3 separate regions of the Mus musculus genome follow, and all the other regions are linked to region 2. The links are chromatin contacts, called in public Hi-C maps. All regions are on one chromosome and are shown on one strand. The core of a region is the stretch at or near the end of the contact, and the rest is flanking DNA. Distances in the headings are between cores, read along the strand shown.

Evidence for each region. Hi-C and Micro-C count contacts between places; a contact is called where the count stands out from the background.
Region 1: a contact with region 2 is called in a Hi-C map of liver, with 3 times the contacts expected there. The contact joins the enhancer-like site here to the promoter of Hao1 in region 2. A contact is called at or near these places in 1 of 39 promoter capture datasets (macrophages), 3 of 484 Hi-C or Micro-C datasets (the G1E-ER4 cell line, cardiomyocytes and liver) and 1 of 9 other capture datasets (adipose tissue).
Region 3: a contact with region 2 is called in a Hi-C map of liver, with 1.8 times the contacts expected there. The contact joins the enhancer-like site here to the promoter of Hao1 in region 2. A contact is called at or near these places in 5 of 39 promoter capture datasets (the 3T3-L1 cell line, 3T3-L1-derived adipocytes, the HPC-7 cell line and 2 more), 2 of 484 Hi-C or Micro-C datasets (bone marrow-derived macrophages and liver) and 2 of 9 other capture datasets (adipose tissue and macrophages).

Annotation. Positions count from the first base shown.
Region 1 is chr2:134,843,292-134,845,999 of GRCm38.p6, forward strand. All of the region lies in intron 2 of Plcb1 (phospholipase C, beta 1), which reads left to right. Among named protein-coding and RNA genes, the nearest start is that of Plcb1, 58 kb to the left of the region's middle. Within about 2 kb of position 1,315, at least 16 of the 459 cell types and tissues checked have an H3K27ac peak or open chromatin away from gene starts, as enhancers often do. A contact at or near this core is called in the G1E-ER4 cell line and liver, where this site is marked.
Region 2 is chr2:134,552,946-134,555,850 of GRCm38.p6, forward strand. It overlaps Hao1 (hydroxyacid oxidase 1, liver), which reads right to left and starts at 1,407. Exons shown (of 8, transcript NM_010403.2): 1 at 1,251-1,407. The coding sequence starts at 1,387.
Region 3 is chr2:134,929,855-134,932,554 of GRCm38.p6, forward strand. All of the region lies in intron 2 of Plcb1 (phospholipase C, beta 1), which reads left to right. It overlaps Gm39941 (a long non-coding RNA gene), which reads left to right. Exons shown (of 2, transcript XR_866761.2): 1 at 1-360; 2 at 1,210-2,700. Among named protein-coding and RNA genes, the nearest start is that of Gm39941, 14 kb to the left of the region's middle. Within about 2 kb of position 1,312, at least 16 of the 459 cell types and tissues checked have an H3K27ac peak or open chromatin away from gene starts, as enhancers often do. A contact at or near this core is called in 3T3-L1-derived adipocytes and liver, where this site is marked.

The DNA of each region.
Region 1 (2,708 bases), core at 65-2,564, 290 kb after region 2:
CTTCCTTGACATCCCCATATTAAACCTCTGGAATTGTCTTCTTCCTCTCGGGATACCTCAACAGGTACCATATCCTTTGGGTATATCTGTAATTCTGCCCTCTTTCTATTTCATCAGTGACCATTCTAATTAGGTTCACAGTTTTCTCTTTAATCACATATTTTATAGTGGCACAAGACGTTCTCAGTCCACTCTTTTGGTGATGGAAGTGGCTGGCCAGACACCGTTTACTTCATAGAGTTCTTATGATTGATTTTTCTCCATAGTCCTTGGCTTTGATGCCTGTTAAAATAAATACCAGTGTCTGCAATAGAGAATGAGTGTGGTGGTGGCAGTATTCCCACTTCTGGCTTTCACATAGCTACTATGAATGAGAGTTTGAATATATAATTCAAGTTTCAGACTCCAGCAGTGCCTACTGTATGTATAGTGGTAGAGAAAGAGTTAAAGTAAATAGCTAAACTATAAACAAATATGGCTACTGTCTAGTGTGTGCTGGGTTGATGATGGTGGTGGTTTTCTTATGCCTTATAGGCACATTGGAATGAAACATGATAAAAAATTTCATAAAGAAGAAATGATTATTGAACCAAGTAGTTTAAGATTCAACAATGATCAGATTGATTAATTTTTTATTAATTTTTTGCTTAATGAGTAAATTATATCTCCTCTTGTAGGGGAAATAAGTCCTTTGAAATGAGGGGCATGCTGGTTTAGTATTTTAGTAATGATTTTACTATAAAGGTATGGGTGAACATCATGTTTATGTGAATCTGTACTGAAATTCATACATTTTATTAAAATATGTACTATGTTTATTTTATTCCTATTAGGAGATATTCCATTTGCACATGTAAAAAACGGACATTTTGGAAGCAGAGATGCTGCACAAGGGAAATGAATCCCTTTCTACTTTGCAACAAAGGTTCTGGCAGGCACAGTCTGATGTTCTCATAGGAAGCCCAGTGACCTTGTGGATGAATGGATTTTTCAATCACATTGTAAAGTTTGCCATAATTTGTCATCCATATAGTCTTAAGAAGCAGGGTTATGACAATATATTGATTCTCCATCCCCCACATCTTATATTACTTCCAGTAAGATTTATCTAAGAGCTAGATCTCTTTCAGCTTGGGAGAACTTGAGTGCCGACAACTTCCCTCTTCCTTGCTATTTGTCACATGCAGAGCCACTGAGGAACTCAAGCACTTTGGGGATGCTTTGCTCAGAAAACAAGTTGCATAAGTATCCAGGAGAAGAATAGTAGGAAGGGTAGTTTTAACAGAATATTTGTTAATGTTCTATTAGGTCACAAGGCTGTGACTTGAGAGCAGCTGGCTTGTTGCTAGGGTATCCCGAATTGGTAGTGAACAAGCACTCTGCTTGTTCCCTTTTCTCACCGACAGACACATTAAGACACAGAAACAAAGACCTATAGATTCTGTATACACTTCTAGAGTCAGAGTTCTTCAGATCAGATGGCAGGTGACTCCATTTCCCTGTGTTTTTGAAGCAGCAGACCCCTCCCCCCTTTTTTACTAGTTGTACATATCCCCATGCCTTTTCCGGGAAGCCTTGTTAATTATTAATCAGGTCAGTGTATGAACCTCATGAAATTCTCAGATAAGGACTTTCTTGATATCTCTTTTTACACTCACTGTTAAAAGTATACAGATTAGTGTTATTTTTGCTTGATTATGTGAAACTGTTCAGTTCTACACTTGAGAAAAATCCTAACTGTTCCCAAATACCAATACTCCTGTTTTGAAACTTGAAATTCTTTCCCCTTGCCATCAGAGATAAGTTATGCGTTGTGGTTAGTGAGCTTGATGCCCACATGTAATCTTGTGTTTATGATGGCAGAATGAGGTGGGGAGTCAGTTTTTTTTTTTTTTTTTGAATCCTGGTTCTTCAGGTCGGTTGGCTACTGAGTTTAGAGGCTGAGGCATCTACAGGCAACCTGTAGGTGCATAATGGTTCTGATTGCGTTTTATTCATAACACCCAGATTATTTACCAGCTTAAAGCTGGCTATTTAAGGGTGAGCATTAACTCTTTAGCAGCACTGGGAGCTCTTTAATAAGTAACTAAAGACCTGGAGGTGATCTCTATTTTTCTAAATGCACTGGCTTTTATTACAGGTGCAGTTCACTGAAGGTCACTCGGTGGTTTCAAATATTTAATGTCCTTTTCTAAGAGAGTGGCCCCAGGCCAGTGAGGAAGCTGGATAGAATGTTATTTGTCAGTGCCCTGTGCCTAGCACACTAAGCCAGGTCGTAGTAGTTGTGTTCTGGCAAGGAAAGCAAATTGACAGATGTGACTGGAGATAGTAGGAGGGCCTTGGATGAAACACATTAATGAGGTAAGAGTATATGCATCAGGGCTTCCAGCTGAATATATTTGTGGCTTTTGGGGAGTAATGTTTTATTTTGATGTAATTTCAAACTTAAAAGAAAATTAATAAGACCAAAACAAGGAACTGTACACTGCTGTATGGGGGGAGTTGAAATGACTAAAGACAACATTAAGGGCACATGACCAGTAACATCACCTCCTGGGAAGATTGAGGGCTACGAAAAGAGCTGTCTGTCATCCAGGGCTCCTAAGTGTTTTGACATAAAGGCTTCCATGAGGAAAAATGCAGCATTGCCTGTCTCCTTAGATCAGAGACAGAGGTTAGGTGTGCATCCCTCCTAATCTACCTGTGGA
Region 2 (2,905 bases), core at 157-2,656:
TCAATAATAATAATAATAATAATAATAATAATAATAATAATAATTGATAAAGTTCAGAACTCTAAGCTCCTGCATTATTAACCAATTACCCATCTACAACTTCCCCAGCATTTGTGTGTTCAGGAAGGATTCAGAAAAAGCCTGATCAAGGACTTCAGAGGTTGGGAAGACATCCTGCTCTCCACACTATTCCCACCCATGCTCTGCTACCAACCTGTGTGTAACATGGCTGCTGCCAACAAGAGACTGCCTTGATTACAATGATTTAATTTCTCCTAATCAGAAAAATAAAGGCAATTCTGAGTGTTTTTTCTCCAGATCAAAGAAGAAATAGGAAAGAAGGCAGATTTTCTACCCTTGGATATTTTCCGTCCATTTCCGTTTAATAAGTGATCACAAATGGAGAACCCCGTTGCCCACTGCCATCACTCATGACTACAATGGAAGAGGAATGGCGTGGAAAGAGTGAGATATGGGAAAGCCCCCTCAGATAGTTGGCTAAGACAAAAAAGAAGAAGGAAGAAAGAAAGAAAGAAAGAAAGAAAGAAAGAAAGAAAGAAAGAAAGAAAGAAAGAAAGAGAGAGAGAAAGAAAGAAAACATACCCGTTTAAAGTTATCTTATTTTCTGTTTTTACCACAAAAAAAAGAAAGAAAGAAAAAGAAAAGAGAAAAAAGAAAGCAAGCACCTACTGTCTCGTGTCTGAAACATGAAAGCCTGGGGGAAATAATGTGAGAAGAGAGAAGAAGCACTTTTCAGGAGGCATGAGGCAGCAAGGGTAAAAGGCAGATGCTACACAGACTTACTGCAATCTGAAGCAAAAGTGTAGGCAACCTAATATCAAAGTGAATGTCAATGGAGAAAGCCAACAGGATGGGAACATGGGAAGCAATAATTGTATCGGGTTCAACTGGATAGGGTGGCAGTTCCATTTAAAGCTGTCCTAGTCCATCAACACAAGTATTCTCTGTAACACTCTAATACAAAGCAAATAACACCATCAGCAATTATAACAATCTGTATGTATAGTTAAATTAATTACTGGCACAGTTCAAGAAAAGATACTGCTCGCTTTTGCCACCAATCCATCAATCTTCAAGATATCCAGATTTGTCACATTTGGGAAATGTTCTACTTATGAAGCACAAATCCAGGCAATCATTTTTATACCGTCACATAAAACTACATTTCATTCTCATGCAATGTCTTTGTGTGATATAACAACACAAGTTTAAATAGCAAAGTTTCTTACCTAGAAAATGCTTGGATGTTATCAGCTAACGTCTCCTGATCATTTGCCCCAGACCTGTAATAGTCATACACTGACTTCTGAAGCACTGATCGGACATGCTGTTCATAATCACTGATGCAGACCAGTCGAGGCAACATTGTGGCAGGGTAGGGCAACCTCAGATACTCTGGAGGGTTTTCATGAATTGCTTTTTATCCCCAGACAATTCCGTTATTTGTCAATTATTAATAGACTTTTGCCAAAGTTCATATTTAATTCTCTCTTGCTTACATCAAATGAGCAAACATTGTATGCCTAGACTTTGACATTTCATTTACAGGCTAGCCACCCAGTGGTGGAAAGCACGTAGAGTCGAGCTGAGGAGGTAGCAGAAACGGGTAGGGTTGGTCACACTGACAAAGCAGGGGATGAATTAAAAGAATGGGTCCATAGTAATAGTCTGAGAAAAAAATGGAAATAAAACCAGTAATGAATATAAGCTTGAAACTGTTTTGGGAAAAGAATTTTGATTTCATCAAAGGCGATTTGTTTGGCTTATCAATGATTTACTGTTTGGATGAATACATAGATATATTGCAATATTCCCCAATGGTTCAGGCATCAAGTAAGTAACATATGAAAACTGCAATTGCAAGTGTCAATCTCCAACAACCTTCACCAAAGAATAAAAACGGCATGAACAAAACTTTAAATTGCTCAATTTAAAGTTACTATGAGAATGTACCAACTGCGTTGCTTTGAGGCGCAAGCATCCCTGCCTGGCAGGTAACAGGCTTGTTATGAAAGTTGATCAAAGGAGTCTTAGCACCCCCAGTTTGACAATTAACAGGATTGTTAAGAAAGTCGATCAAAGTCTGGGTTGCTGCTCAGAACAGATTCAAAATTTGCAAATTAAACAACCTTTTCTTTATGCAGCCTGCCCCTTGCAACAACTGCTAGAAATTATTGTTTGTACCTTGCATCTTACATAATCAGGATGGTGAGTGGTTTAGTACTGTTTAATAAACTTTAAGCAGGTCAAATCTCAGTGATACCAAAGAAGGGAAGTAGAAGCCAGAGAGTTTTCAAAGTATGATTCTGAACCAAGAGCTGAGCATCCTCTAGAACCAGATGCCAGATAAGCATCTGCATCTTCCTGCTCAGCCGATGATGAGACACTTGGTACAGGCAGCTGGGCTGTACGAAGCCATGCCTGTGACTGTGGCTCACAATACTGTTTGAGAGCTAGGGTTTGGGCAAGAAAGGAAATAAAGGAAGAGACATGAAATGAAAACCAACTAACCAACCAACCTTCCATTCTCCTTCATTCCTGTTGCAGGTCACTGGTGGATTTAGAATGATGTCTTAAAAAGTAAACTGTGAAATGCATAGCCCTCACATTATTTTAGTAATCTCTTGGTGGCTAGGAATAAAAGTGGTTGGAGTTTAAAAACAAACTTTGCTAATTCATGACAACCACATTGACTAAATATTGCATTTTTTTTTTCCCAGAGATAGTCTAAAAGTCCCATGGAAAATGTGCTGGTTTGTATATTCTTGGGCCAGGGAGTGGCACCACTTGGAGGTATGGCCTTGTTGGAATAGATGTGACCTGGTTGGAGCAGGTGTGTCACTGTAGGTGTGGGCTTAAAATCCTCACTGCCTGGAAGTCAGTC
Region 3 (2,700 bases), core at 62-2,561, 380 kb after region 2:
GGCTGCTGTGTCTAAGAGATCAAGGCAGGTTGTTGGGCTTCTGAGGCCAGCAAAAGGCCCTAAAGATAAAATGTTTATTGTAGGTCTGTAGCATATTGTCTTCCTTCCTTTCTTCCTTCCTTGCTTCCTTCCAACCTTCCTTCCTTCTTTTAAACTATATTTGAAATTTAAAATAATGTTGTTTTGAAAGAAACGATGCACATTATTATATTAGCATTTTAATCAGCTTCAAGTAGCCGAACCAAAGCTTAAAATTTGTGATTCTACATCTGCCCCCAAGGAATCCTATGTAGCAACATGAAAGAGTGAAGTCTGATATTTACAGCCTTGGGTGTCCTTCTAAAACATGATGCTGAGGAGGTAAGCTTATACATCTTATATTTGCATGAATTTGGAAACAAACAAAATTAATCTGTAGTATCTAAAGAAATCCTGGTTGCTTCAGGCCCGAGATTGACTAAGAACATGGGGGCCCTCCAGGTCATGCAGATAACCCACATGTTAGTAGGGTGTGCATAATGTGAGTGCTTCTATCAAAATTCACAAATGTATACTAAAATATCTATATTTGTACCACATCAACACTTGTAAAAGTAAAATACTTTGTTATGAAGTCAATTATTAAAAAAAAAACCCTGAAAACAGATAAAAGTGAATTGGCCTTTATTGGTCTTACAGCAGTTTCATCTACAATGTTAGATATTTGAGTGGGTATATCTATTCTGTTACAGTGCATATTTGCGAGCCTCAGGATCCCTCTGAGACTATGTCTGGTCTAGAAAGCATTGCATTCATTTATAGTTTTCTGCAATCAGTGGGAGCTTGATTGAGTTAGAAAGCGTACCATTTGAATTTCACTGTGATCTATCTTCCTTTTTAGAAATGAGAGGAGAGACGTACTTAACTGTGTTTGATTGAGTGACAGTTGATAGATCTTGTTTCTCAGTGTGAGGCTAGGTTTAATCTCTATTAAATGCACATGTCACTTCTCAGATGCTGGCTGGCTTGATGATTTGAAAGGACCTCGGGTAATAAGCAAATATTTCTATGACTCTAGAGTCACTGTTTGCTCTTAGCAGGACCTAGGTTTTTCTCAGTTGCCACTTATACTTGGCTAGGGAGCTGAAGACAGTCAAATTCTAAGGCCACTAGCTGATGATCTAGTTGATGCCCTAAGTCTGTGATTAATCTATATTGTATTCTTGGCAGAAACACATAATTACAAATGAGGGATTGGATTGTGCCCTCAGGAGGAACGTGAGTCCCTGATCTATACCCACAGTGCCAGTTCGCTGCTTAGTTGGTGCCTTCTGTGGACAAGGTACAGTGATTTGGAGGTGACCCTTGCTCTTTGTAGAATTTTGAAGTGTTTGAGAGGGTGCTTAACCTCTACTCCAGCATGACTTTTCTTTAAAGCAGAATGCAACACATTTTTTTCGGATCAGAAAATGCAACAGCAGAGACCAGTGCCGTTTATGTCTTTGAAAAATGTGCTATATAGCAGCTGTCCCAAGATGTACCAACTAGCTCAGGGATGGATGGCTCATATCATGTGCTGGGCTCCGGGATGCTCTTCCGGATGGCCAGTGTAACTGTTGCTTCACTGCTTCCAATGCTCCTGCAGGTCTCTTGTGTCCCAGCCTAATGAGAAACTCTCAGAACTCGTTTCGCCTAAATACTAAAGAGTCACCGTACCTTGCTGATCATGACATTCAACTGGAGAAAATTATCCTGGAAACCAGAAGGTCTATCAGGCAAACTCGGGTTATTGACAGGCTAAGAACATTTGTCAGGGCACTGGATTTCTTCTTCAAAGAGAAAGAAATATCTCCCTCTTCCCAGAGTCATTAGATATAAGCTCCCCCTTTTCTGTTTCAGACTGTAGTCTCTCATATAACAAAAAGGGGTGTGTGGAATCCTTCTTATCCTTGAAGGTCATGTTCAGCTCTTATTTTGTCCTTTTCCACTCCCATTAAATTTCTTGTCTCCAAGTCTTGCTTACCCTGTTTCCTCTGATTCTGGACCAAGGCAGCCTGCTAAGCCTGCAAGAACACCAGGCAGGCAAAGGGAGTCTGAATGTTTGCCTAAACTCTCTGAGCTGTTAAAGTGAAACACTGAGGGCAAAGGCTAACTGCAAGTGATGGAATTAAATATTTACCATGTTAGCCATGACCACTCAGGGGTTTCAGGAAAAGCTAACCATATTGCATGGAGTTTTTTCTCCTGCTTTCCAGATGATATCCAGTCTCGAGTAAATTTGCCAGCTCTCGGGGAACGCTATTCAGCAACATTAATTTCTTTGCCTACTTACAGTTTCAAGCAATTATAATCTTGGCAGTTTCACCTGCCTTGAGTAAGAACTTGTACACTTTGTTGATATCTGGCAGAACTAACACTCTCCTGCAAAGACTTACGTTTCAATACTGCTAATTCTACAAGGCACTTGAGCTGTGGATTAGCGTTTTATGGACATTTGGGCCAAAGTTTTATTACTCAATTGTCTCAAATGGAAAAATATATTTAAAAAAAAAACAAGACATTTGGGGTTTGTGTTCTTTTTTCAATGCCCTTATTAAGTTAGTTGGTTTTGTAAGGTGCTAGGTATTGGAACACTAACTCATATTGGATACTCCGCTGTAGAAATTGACATAATGAGTATTGACTTGGGGCTCAACCTTCTTTAGGAAGAACCATGTCAGC